Regions from separate parts of the Bombyx mori genome. Here all the other regions are linked to region 2. Evidence: chromatin contacts called from public Hi-C data. All regions are on one chromosome and are shown on one strand. Each heading gives the region's core, a stretch centred on a gene start, on an enhancer-like site or on the middle of the called end of the contact. The rest is flanking DNA. Distances are from core to core; before and after follow the strand shown. Region 1 overlaps LOC101745080. Region 2 overlaps LOC101745080. Region 3 overlaps LOC101745080.

The links. A called contact is a pair of places that touch in the nucleus more often than the background predicts.
Region 1: a contact with region 2 is called in a Hi-C map of midgut, with 2.0 times the contacts expected there. The contact joins two enhancer-like sites. A contact is called at or near these places in 4 of 7 Hi-C or Micro-C datasets (middle silk gland, midgut, posterior silk gland and 1 more).
Region 3: a Hi-C map of whole pupa shows a contact between it and region 2, with 3 times the contacts expected there. The contact joins two enhancer-like sites. A contact is called at or near these places in 3 of 7 Hi-C or Micro-C datasets (middle silk gland and whole pupa).

The regions. Positions count from the first base shown.
Region 1 is chr5:1,568,590-1,572,385 of ASM3026992v2, reverse strand. All of the region lies in intron 5 of LOC101745080, which reads right to left. Among protein-coding and RNA genes, the nearest start is that of LOC134198866, 19 kb to the left of the region's middle. Within about 2 kb of position 1,530, at least 4 of the 8 cell types and tissues checked have open chromatin away from gene starts, as enhancers often do.
Region 2 is chr5:1,535,885-1,539,797 of ASM3026992v2, reverse strand. All of the region lies in intron 5 of LOC101745080, which reads right to left. Among protein-coding and RNA genes, the nearest start is that of LOC105841641, 23 kb to the right of the region's middle. Within about 2 kb of position 2,162, at least 5 of the 8 cell types and tissues checked have open chromatin away from gene starts, as enhancers often do.
Region 3 is chr5:1,592,991-1,596,540 of ASM3026992v2, reverse strand. It overlaps LOC101745080, which reads right to left. Exons shown (of 15, transcript XM_012690409.3): 11 at 3,067-3,110; 12 at 2,026-2,356; 13 at 1,259-1,583; 14 at 1-158. Among protein-coding and RNA genes, the nearest start is that of LOC134198866, 5.6 kb to the right of the region's middle. Within about 2 kb of position 1,445, at least 4 of the 8 cell types and tissues checked have open chromatin away from gene starts, as enhancers often do.

The DNA of each region.
Region 1 (3,796 bases), core at 281-2,780, 33 kb before region 2:
TTATAACGGAACATCCGTAAAAACCACTGTAGATTTATATATTAGTATAGACACTAGTTATGTATTATTTGAATATTAATATATAGATGACGAGTTGATTAGTTAAGTAATCTGTGTTGTTGCATTTAAGAGATCGAAAGTTGTTTTGGAGCATTATAATTTTAAAATTAAGTTAAAAGACTCGTTTTGTATTCAATCGAGAACGGAAGTAAAATTTGCATTGAATATATCATTTAATGTACGTCTCCTCGAACCGATAATAAGGATAACGTGTCCTGACGTAACGCGGGTCAGAGAAATACAATAAAATAAATTAAACATAATGTGTGCGAGTCACATTTTTAAACATATTTATTTATCTTAACATGTAAAAAAAATTGGAGTGTCTGTTTGTAATATTGAAATAACCGCTTTTTACTACACGTATATGAATACATATATGACACATACACCAAAATAACATTTTATACAATTTTTGTCTGTCTGTCTGTTTGTTCCGGCTAATCTCTGGAACGGTTGAACCGATTTTGACAAGACTCATTGATAGGTAGCTGATGATAATAAGTAACTTAGGCTACTTTTTTTAGACTAGCTTCGCCCCGCGGCGCCTCCCGCGGTACGATAATAACTGCGGGTAACATCGCGGAACTCAGATAGTATTAAAATAAAAACACGTTATTATTCGCAAGTCGTACTAAGAATATAATACACATATTTAATTCCGGCGATCTTAGGACGTCTTTTTTAGTAAAATGATTGGAACATTCACTTTTGTAATTTACTAGCTGACCCGGCAGATTTCTTAGTGCCCAAGCTAAACCTTTGTATAAAATAAACTTAAAACAAACAAAAGGAATCCGTCCGGCGGGGGATACATCAAAGGAAAAACAAAATTGTTATTTTTATGTAATTCCGAGAATTTTCATATTTATCTTAATCTACCTTTTAAATATATATACATATATATATATATAGACAATATACAACATAGATTCAATTAAATACTTATACAAATTAAATCATTTAGGTAGCTATACAGATAAACAGGAAAATGGCTTGAAATCAAAGTTGCCATGACAAAATTAAGATAATTCGAATTCCGTTCATTTTCGAACCTTGAATTCTAGGGAAATCATCACACGCGAATACGCGTGTTTTAAATACTTGATTTGAGTTTGGCGGCGTTCTGTGTCTCTTGTGTTGGATAACATTCATATTTTGATAGCATTCTATGTAGTTCTAATAACAAATTATCCGGGTGGCTGTGGTCAGTATCTAATTTTAATCTCCTGTGTTGTCATTCGTTTCATTGACATTAATCAACTATCAGGTTAATCATAGGTCTTGAAATTTACGTTGAAGAGCCCCTTACATAGATTAAAACATATCAAATATGATTAAAGTAACGATTGTTTTGTTATAATTATGATTTATTGCGTCCAGTGAACATTGCACTTATGCATTATCATTTATCAGCTGTTAACTTGTCTCTGTCTGTAACCATGTCAACAGCGTCAATAACAGAATCGGGTGACAGTGATACTTTTGACATGAGACGTCAAAATAATCGTGTCACTAGTTCGAATGACACTCTACAGTAATTACATTTCAAAAGAACTGTTGACTTGTCGGAAATGTCATATAAATTATACACGTCCCGTACATAGCTTATGTGTTATCTATCTCTTCTTAGATCTCATGTAGATCGATTTTTTCCCTACCTATACTGATAGCCTTGAGAGCTGGAGAGGCTATATCTAGGCGTAACTAGACAAGTAGGTGAGCTCATGGGGTTCAAACCTACCAAAGTTGCTAAAACTGACCCTAGCAAGAGCAGTGCTTCGCAGAATATTTTCGCAGACTTTTTCTAATGAAATACGCATTTCGCATTTTTCTAATGATTCGCCTTTCTTCTTATTAACATCTATTTTTTTATAGACTCGGTAGTCTCGGTAGTAATCATAGAACGATTTCTATGATTCGTCTTTCATAAAAAGTGATAATTTATAAAAAGTTTGATCGGTGGAATAGTTGTGTGCCCGGAAATCGCGAGAACATCATGTATTCCCTTTCACGGCCGCTGCGGCTGACCACTTTCATGGGTAATTCCCTTCAATGGCACGTGCCCAAGGATGTTGTATAACGGCTATGCGGTTGCACTGTGACGTAAGCTGTAGCCGTCTGGCTGGTTGTGTTAAGCGGAAAAAAGACAGACGAATAAAGCCGAGGCGATATTTTACCTGGGTATGATTACTCACGTATATATGTACAGTACAGTTATTGGATCTAATGGATCTCACAAACCACGGAGCCCCGACAGCTAACCTGCAAAAGCGGGATTGTAGGGATTGGAGGGTGTCTATGTGCGTGCGGGCCGCGTGAGCGAACACCATACTCGCGTAAGTCATGACGGGCCTTATGCAAGTTTTGTAAAGTGTCACCTTGTTCCGAAGAGACATTTTACTCCGCTTACAGATCATGGGGTAGAGTCTACCGAGAATAAACGCGGCACGGTCACGGACTGATTTTATATGCGGGCGGAATGTCATCGATGCATCCATGGTAACGCCCAGGTACTTAACCTTCCTGGCCCAGGGTACGGGTTGTCTAAAGAGAGTAATCGGGGGTGGCATAAGAAGTATAGTAAGACAGTTCTATAGACATTGTAACGGTAGGCCGGAATATATTTGGCAAATGCCTGAATAACGCTAACGGCATTTTCAAGTTAAATTTACATATAATATACAAGTTCCGAATAAAATTTAGACCGTTCTACGCAAAAATCTCACACGTACGATACAAGATATTTCATTTGTAGCAATTTATTTAGAACAATATTTAGATAGCAATTAAAATTTTATACACAAATCTTTCTCGTTCATCGCGGTTTCTGGTTGTGTAAAACAGGGAATCCCAAATAATGTTAGGCAAGAGATCTTAAAGAACTCAAAGATAGACTGAGGTTAATATAAATTCGAATCCACTGTTTAATAAGGGGCTTTGCCGCCACGACGCCATCCTGATGTCACGTTAGTTCAAGGTTATCCTGATACCCTTCCAAGCCGATATGTTTAAACTACTGTGTATTACGTAATATCAAACAAAAATAAACAAACACTTTAGTATAGTGTTTATCAATTTCGCGTTATCATCATAATCACAAGTGCTTAATAAGAGCCATTACAAAATGGGCTCTCATTTAAAGAATATTCATAATATGATTTAATTCAAATTTAAAGTGAGCAGAATCGCGGAAATACCCATTCGATTTTTGAACAATACTTTAATTTATAATGTCCAGGTGCCTATCAATTTTAATGAGGATGTAAAAACCAATAACTATTTTTAACTAATGACTTAAACCAATGACTATTTAAATATAATATGTATTTTTCCATATAGTGCATGGCATCGGCAGTTATAAATATTTTATGAACAGATATGACTAGAAGGGTTATTTTGATAATATCCTGAAAAGCAACTCACGCTTTTTTACAATAAAATCATTTTTTCTTACACTATTTTTAATACAAATTTATAAAAATTTAATTTCTATTTTTTAGTTGGATTTTCTAAAAAAGCGTATTTGGTTAGTTTTTTTTAAATATTATTTATTTGTATATCGCGGTAGGTATATCGAGATACTATGCGCTGTGTAAATGATCTTTTTCGTTCACATTAGAAAATTACGAGGATCAAAACAAAGAATCAATAGCTTTTTTTTATATTTTTTTATTGCCCTTGTAGGCAGACGAGCATACAGCTCACCTGATGGTGAGTGGTTACCGTCGCCCAT
Region 2 (3,913 bases), core at 913-3,412:
CGTAGTGTAATCTTATTTCATTTAGCTTTTAGGTATATTATTTTTCTACTCGTTTGCAGAAGAAGCAGAGAATAGTGAAACATTTCTATGTTTTATTTAAACAATTTTTTTTTTACTAACAATCACGCCACGTTAACTGGTCCCATGATAAGTTCGTAAAGAACTTGTGTTACAGGTACCAGATAACGGAAATAAATGTAAGATTTTTATTAGACACATACATATATTTAATATACATCCATAACCCTGGAAAAGACATTTATATTTATCATACAAATATCTTCCCTTGGCGGGATTCGAACCCGCGACCCCCTTGTGTAGTAACCATGTCACTTACCACTACACCAGACGGTCGTCAATTGTCACCAATTATTTGAATAGTTAATTTGTCTTCGTCTGAAATACTTTTCATTTTATCCCTGTTTTTTTTTTGCTTTTTGGTTAGCATTTACAATAATATACTATAACAATACATATTATTTCTCTTCGATTTGCATACCTTCGAAATGTGTATGCGGTCTGATGGATAAAAGCCTACTTCGATCAGTGAGATTGGCAATCCTGACGCCTATAAAAGGTCATCAAGTCCGAGCATTTGTTTTTTTTTTCCAGGCAATTGAAGGTAATTTGTAATAACAATTTGTATTTGTCGTATATGTTTAATGTGAATTAAGCAGTTGGAAGTTATGCGTTTTGTTAAGACATGTCGCTTCCAACTTTAAGTGTAATCAAGCGGCGGATCAAAGGGAACAAATTGTAATAGTATTTAAAAAAAAAGGCAAACGTTCCAACTCCATACAAATTTGAGTTAACTTTTACGCTATCGAGAACGTTAAAAAGCTCGCGCACTACGCACACTGATAATGATTTCGGTTATGGTGGCGAAGCTTGGGGGAGGGAGGCTATGTCCAGCAGTGGAGATGAGTGGGGTGAAAAAATAGGGTAGTTGTTCCTTTTTGTGATGAAAATAATAAATATCAAAAAGCAACGGTGTTAAATAAAGCCTATCGAAATTATCCAATACGAAATTGATTTTCTGGCAGCCTTACATACGCAGGGCGAGGCCGGTGTCCGGTTTCATATGTCACACACTGCCGCGTTTTAATTAAAAAACCAGTGAAAATAACATATGACTTCGCGGTTCGGAAATTGAACAATAATGTCAAGTATACAGAATTACTTAACAATATTTTTATTATACTCTTTTACGAGCCTAAATTAATTGATATAGTCAAGGTTTCCAGGGCTTACCAGAGCCCATAGTCATCAACAAGTATACCATTATTATATAGTGTTGTAAATCCGCATGTATTAATTAATACAATCATCCCCCTATATTTCCTATATCTTCTTTTTAGTATTTGTTATTGTCTTAGAAGACAGACGATCATACGTCTCACACAATCGTTAGTGGTTGCTGTAGTTCATGGACATCATCATTCTGGTACAGTCCTGCCAGTTCTCTATAAGTAAACCGCCAATTGCCTTAGAAAATAGAGAGACGTTGTTGCCAAGTGTTACTGTTACCTATCTGCTACTTTTATAAAGCTAGTTATTGTAAGCCCGTATGGGCAGGTGCCACCATCTTGCTCTTATCTATCGCAAAGCAGTTCTACGTTCCGGCTTGGAGACTGGGACAGCCAGTTCACAATACAATAGACATTGGTCATATATCTCAAGGTGTATGGCAACATTCACGTGATGACTGATCATGTCTATGGGCTCCTTGACCATTTAAACGGGTGGTTCGCGAGCTCGTTCACCTGTTTGGCGGAAATTCTTCCCTGTGTCGATACCTTGTAATCGGTGACACCGTTGCGATATAAGCACGCAACATCCTGATATCTCCTGTACCTTCTTCTTCACATCTACCGCGAAGCGTGCCGGTTTTAAGGGTGCAACTTGCATTATCTCAAGGTTACAAGGCAGTATTTGTTTTTGTTTACTATAAACTCCAGTAACAAGGTAACGGCCGGTGTATTTTGGAGCTTGTCTAAAATAAAAATAAAAATTTTCGCAACAAGAGAAGGGCTACTTGAGTGATACGTACACATTATATAATTATAGTAGATTATGTAATAATCGAGGCACGTACACGTGGTCCCTTGGTGATCGTTCTGCGCCTAAACGCACATTGATGTTATCGGCAATAAGACGAGAGCCGTAAGTTAAGAGCGCCAGCGATTTGCAGAATTAGTTGTTGGACGACGATAGAGCAGGCGGTTAACTGACCAACGTCGAGCGTTCGGGAGAAATAAATAGTTAAGTAGTGATGCTTCATTTAAATTCAAATTTTCAACAAAATAAAAACTACTGAAAACACGTTGTGAAACTAGAATTTCAGTCTCCGTCTTAACAGTACAACGGCTGCCCAACCCTTCTAACCAAAGCGCATTACTGCATCACGGCAGATATAGGCAGAGCATGGTACCTACCCGTGCCGACTCATATTAAGACGATAAATTGACAAAATCGCTTGCATCTTAGGTTTTACGCCGCTAGTATAAGCAATACGCACGAAGAGAACGGACACCTGTTATGATTACAGCAACCGAACGAAAAGATCATGTACCTAGTCCGTCGTGCTAAATAATATTTGGTAAGACATAATCGCTAAATAAACTTATATTGAGTAACCTTTCAATAATTCTGATAAACTTTATTTTATTTTGATTTAAATATTATGTAATTGTATATGAAATTTTATGGGCTTAAGTTGCCTGAGATAAACGCATTTTTGTTTTAATAATACGTACGAATATAATATTATTTATAGTTTGGTTACAAGTCCCTTTGCTGGAGAAGTTCATGATTGGAGTACTTGTGGGATTATCGCATGACAATACTACAGCCTAGGTTCGTATGTCTTGGTTTGTTTTTCTTTTATTGTTAAGACGTAGTTGCGAAGAAGGGCTCGGCGAGTAAATTAACCCACAGACACAGCCCACTGAGTTTCTCGCCGGATCTTCTCAGTGAGTCGCGTTTCCGATCCGGTGGTAGATTCTGCGATGCACGGCTCTTGCTAGGGTTCGTATTAGCAACAACGTCAGGTTTGTGCCCCGTGCTCACCTACTCGCCCGGTTACGCTGATATTGTCTCTCAAGACCTTCAGCTTAGGTAGATCTTCAGATCGCAAAAGAAGTGATATAGATTACCCTACATCTATACTATTGTCCAGTTCAGGTTCGTAGTGTTGTTTTATTTTTATTGCATATATGGTTGGACGATCTCACGACCCACCTGGTGCTAAGTGGTTACCGGAGCCCATAGGCATCTACAACGTAAATGCCGCCACCCATCTTGAAATATGAGTTGAAAGATCTCACTTTAAACAGTACAACGGCTAAGCCCTTGTACCTTAGCAACAATATTTCTAGATTTACTTTTTGTCTGGCGTAGCGGTCCCACGGTCGACTGGTCGCAATAAAAAAGCATAATAACCTGGAGTTAACTTTGAGCTTTAAAAGCCTGTAATAAGATTTACGACGCTTTCAAGTCGTAGTAGAATTGCAAATCTGAGTGCCTGTTGTTTTGCAATGCCAATGAAAAAAATCGTATTTTCGTTCAATTTGATTCAAGTAATTGAAATCTTACGAAAATGGCGCCTTGTTACTATCCCTCTTTTTTGGCTGGAATGCAATTAAATGCGTTCCGTTTTGAAGGGCGAGAGAGCGACTAAAAACTAAAACAATGTAATTTAGACCCGAACCTCAGACCTCAAGGTGGGTTCATGTCACAAAGCAACATCAATACCAAAACTCGATAATTAAAATAGATTACCATTTAGAAGTCACTCCCTCAATCTTCGGTCGAGAGCAAGCAGTTGTCCTTAATAGCCCTCCCCGTTCCAATGTTTCGAAGACGTCACTTATTCATCTATCTATACTATCTATATCTATACTAATATTATTAT
Region 3 (3,550 bases), core at 196-2,695, 57 kb before region 2:
AATAATGTCTGTTCATTGGCGTCATCGTATTCAATTAGTATATCCGTATTATTGTTATTATTAGTCATCGTAGTTATTGATTCAATTGGACGTTCTTTATTGAATTTCGTGTACTGTTGGTTCGTTGCGATCAAGTTGAATTGTTTTATAAGTAATCCCTGAAATATTTGTTTCGTTAAGTTGGCAATATCGATTTCGAATTTCTATATTTATATATTTTATGTGTAATAAATTAGTTTTATCAAAAAATCGATTCGAAATCAGCAGTGACAACTTAGTATAAAAATGATTATGTAAACAGTGGAAAAATAGATTTATGGTTATAATAAAAATCGCGTGCTTATATAGGGTGTTGAGTAAGCGGCGCTTAGTGCAATAAGGTGCGGTCAGACTGTTAGTCACGGTATAAAAAAATAATCAAATAGATTCACACTATCAACTGATAAAAACCTTAAATTAAGGATGTTAGTGAGAAATGAGTGAGTTATATATTTATTAATTTTGTTTTAGCGTTTAGTTTAGTTTTAGCGTATTGTTAGTCAAAATTTGTACTTTCCAAAATACAACTCACCACTAATTTCGACGTTTATTACTGTAGTGATAGTACTGAAAATTACATTAAAGGGAACACGTATCTATAATGTGCTTCACCAAGGTAATACTGTTTTTTTATTTAATTATTAATGTAAGTGCAGTAGTGCTGTTAGTCAGCTGTTCCATATTACATCAAACAACATGCTCAGATTACGCACGACAAGTACATTGTGTGTCAAAACGAAGATATTTTAGATATTGGCTGTGAATCTATGACGTGAATGAATCATTTGGAGTTCGATTGAGAAACGAATGTGATGTTAAAAAGGTTTAAATTAAATTAACTTATTTATTATATTCGCTACGTCCTGTATATGTATTGCATACAGTTCAGGTTTAATTAAATGAGATTATCATTAGTCGCATTCGATTCGGAGGTGGTCGAGGTTAATGGGGGGGTATCGGGAGGCGGTGGTCACCACAGATCGGTGCGGAACCGTTTGCTCAACCTGAGACTGCCTCCGAAGGCGTAGGTCGTGTAGCGGAGGGCGGGGCGCGGCTTGTGGCGGTCTCCCCTCAGGGTGTTGCTGCGCCTAACGTTCGAATAGCTCTCGAATAAATCCTCAGTGATTTCAGGTTCGTTTGGTATTTTAAGTCTAACTATATCCTCGTTTTCCACGAAACCGTCACCTCCGTAGCACACGTCATTACTACGTTCCCTTACGTTCGTGTTTCTGTTTAGTGCGTCTGTTGCGTGATTCTCGACAGCGTTGTCGTATTGTCTATCGGGGTTCTCGAATATGGGATTGATCGCGAAGTTGGGGCTCGCGTTTCTGGGGCTGAGCACGGCGCGGACGAGGTTCTGGTGCAGCGCGGCCGCCTCCAGGTCGCTCAACGAGCTGCAGGCACTTACTGGCGACGCGGACCCCGGGTCGGAGCTCTCCACGCCCGTCCACTTGCTCACGGACGACGTGGAGCTCGTATCGCTGTGCCCCAAACGACCACCCGCCGACGTCTTCGCCTCCCTTATATAATAATCACGACCGTAACTGAAACAATAGATGCGCTCATAAAACCTACTTTTTTCCCTACCTATGCTGATAGCCTTGAGAGGCTATATCACCCTAACGTGTAGGTGAACTCACGGGATTCAAACCAGAGTGTTGCTAACACTGGCCCTAGCAAGATCTCTAGTATCTCACGGATCGCTTAGAACCTCTGGGTCTACGGAGGGACTTTTTTATTTATTGCTTAGATGGGTGGACGAGCTCACAGCCCACCTGTTGTTAAATGGTTACCAAAGCCCATAGACATCTACAACGTAAATGCACCACCCACCTTGAGATATAAGTTTTAAGGTTTCAGTAAAGTTACAACAGCTACGCCACCCTTCAAACCGACTTTACTGCTTCACGGCAGAAATAGGCAGGGGGGTGGCGGTACCTACCCGCGCGGACTCACTATTGATCGTGTATGTTTCAATTAATATACCGTTTGTATTGTGGAATGTCGTCAGCCAGCACGTCTTTCAGTATCCTTGGGGACGGACTTTTAGTTCTTCTGTCGGTTCTGTTAACATTCTCAGCACTGGCGTTCAACGAAGCGCTTCGCTTCTCTTCCACAATAGACGCGTCGCTGGTCGCACGGACGTCGCGTTCCTCATTGTGATCCTCCAGGTCTCTCGTTTTTCTGGTGATGGTGTCGAACAGCGAGGAAGCGCTCTTTGAAGATAGCCTCTTCTGTATAGCCTCAGGCGAGTACGGGTTGTTCGGCATCTCGACGTAATTCAACCACTTTTGGCGCTCCCGGTATGCTATTGAGCCTGTGAATTGATGTAGAATTCAGAATATACATCGACGCTTGAAAGGCAAACGTGACTAAGCGACAATAACTGCTTTATACATAAATGACAGGCAATAACCATATTCGATGCGAAAAAAAGATATATTTCTAGGTCTATTAGAATCATTTCAATCCTATAGCTAGATTCGTTAAAATGGATTGTTTTTCAGGTATTTCTCAGGTATATTTTAAATTAATTTCAAATTTAAATTAGTCGACTGTAAAGTTCACGCATTGTCGCTTAGTCAAGTTTGGCTTTCAAGCGTCGACATGTATTAAAAAATCTAGTGAACTGAAACTTCCAAATGTTACTTTTTTTCATCCTCCAAACGATTATCGAATATACTCGAAGACGCACAAAAGAATCATAAAATATCGGTCCAGCCATTTAGGAAGAGGACACTCATACGCACACGCCCAGAAGGATTATTATATAAAATGATTTACATGAATCTTAATAATAAGATGGTGCTATTTAAATTTCGGTGACATAATACAAAGTGAAGGTTTTTAAATTGCTTAAACGAGTTTATGAGTCCTCTCGTGATAAATGGTTATCGGAGCCCACAGACATCAACAATGTAAATGTCCAATTATTCTTGGAATCTATGAGGAAGATTCCCGCGGATGACGTGACAATGATAATCGATTTCGAACGCGTTCTAATGTGTGTAAAATAAATAATCTTACCTGGAATCAAATCTTCCTGTTGATCAACATCGCGAGTCGGCATCCTGAATGAAATTTATCGAAATATTTAATTATGTTTTTTTTTCCCGGTTTTCGTGACTCCTCGACAGAATAAAACTAGTTTTACTGAAGACCGCTGGAAATATAGATCCCAAGAATGCCAATACTCTGGGAACACTGTAGGGATATTCATTGGAATTGCGACGCCATGACAATTCAGGTACAGGTCAAGTTTATTACTGGTGGCAGGGCCTCTTGTGAGTCCGCCCGGGTAGGAGCCACCGCCCTCCCTATTTCTGCCGTGAAGTAGTAATTCGTTTCGGTTTGAAGGGTGGGCCAGCCGTTGTAACTTTACTTGAGATCTTAGAACTCATATCTAAGGGTGGGTGGCGCATTTACATCGTAGATGCCTATGGGCTCCAGTAACCACTTAACAACAGGTGGGCTGTGAGCTCATCCACCCACCTAAGCAATAAAAAAAAGT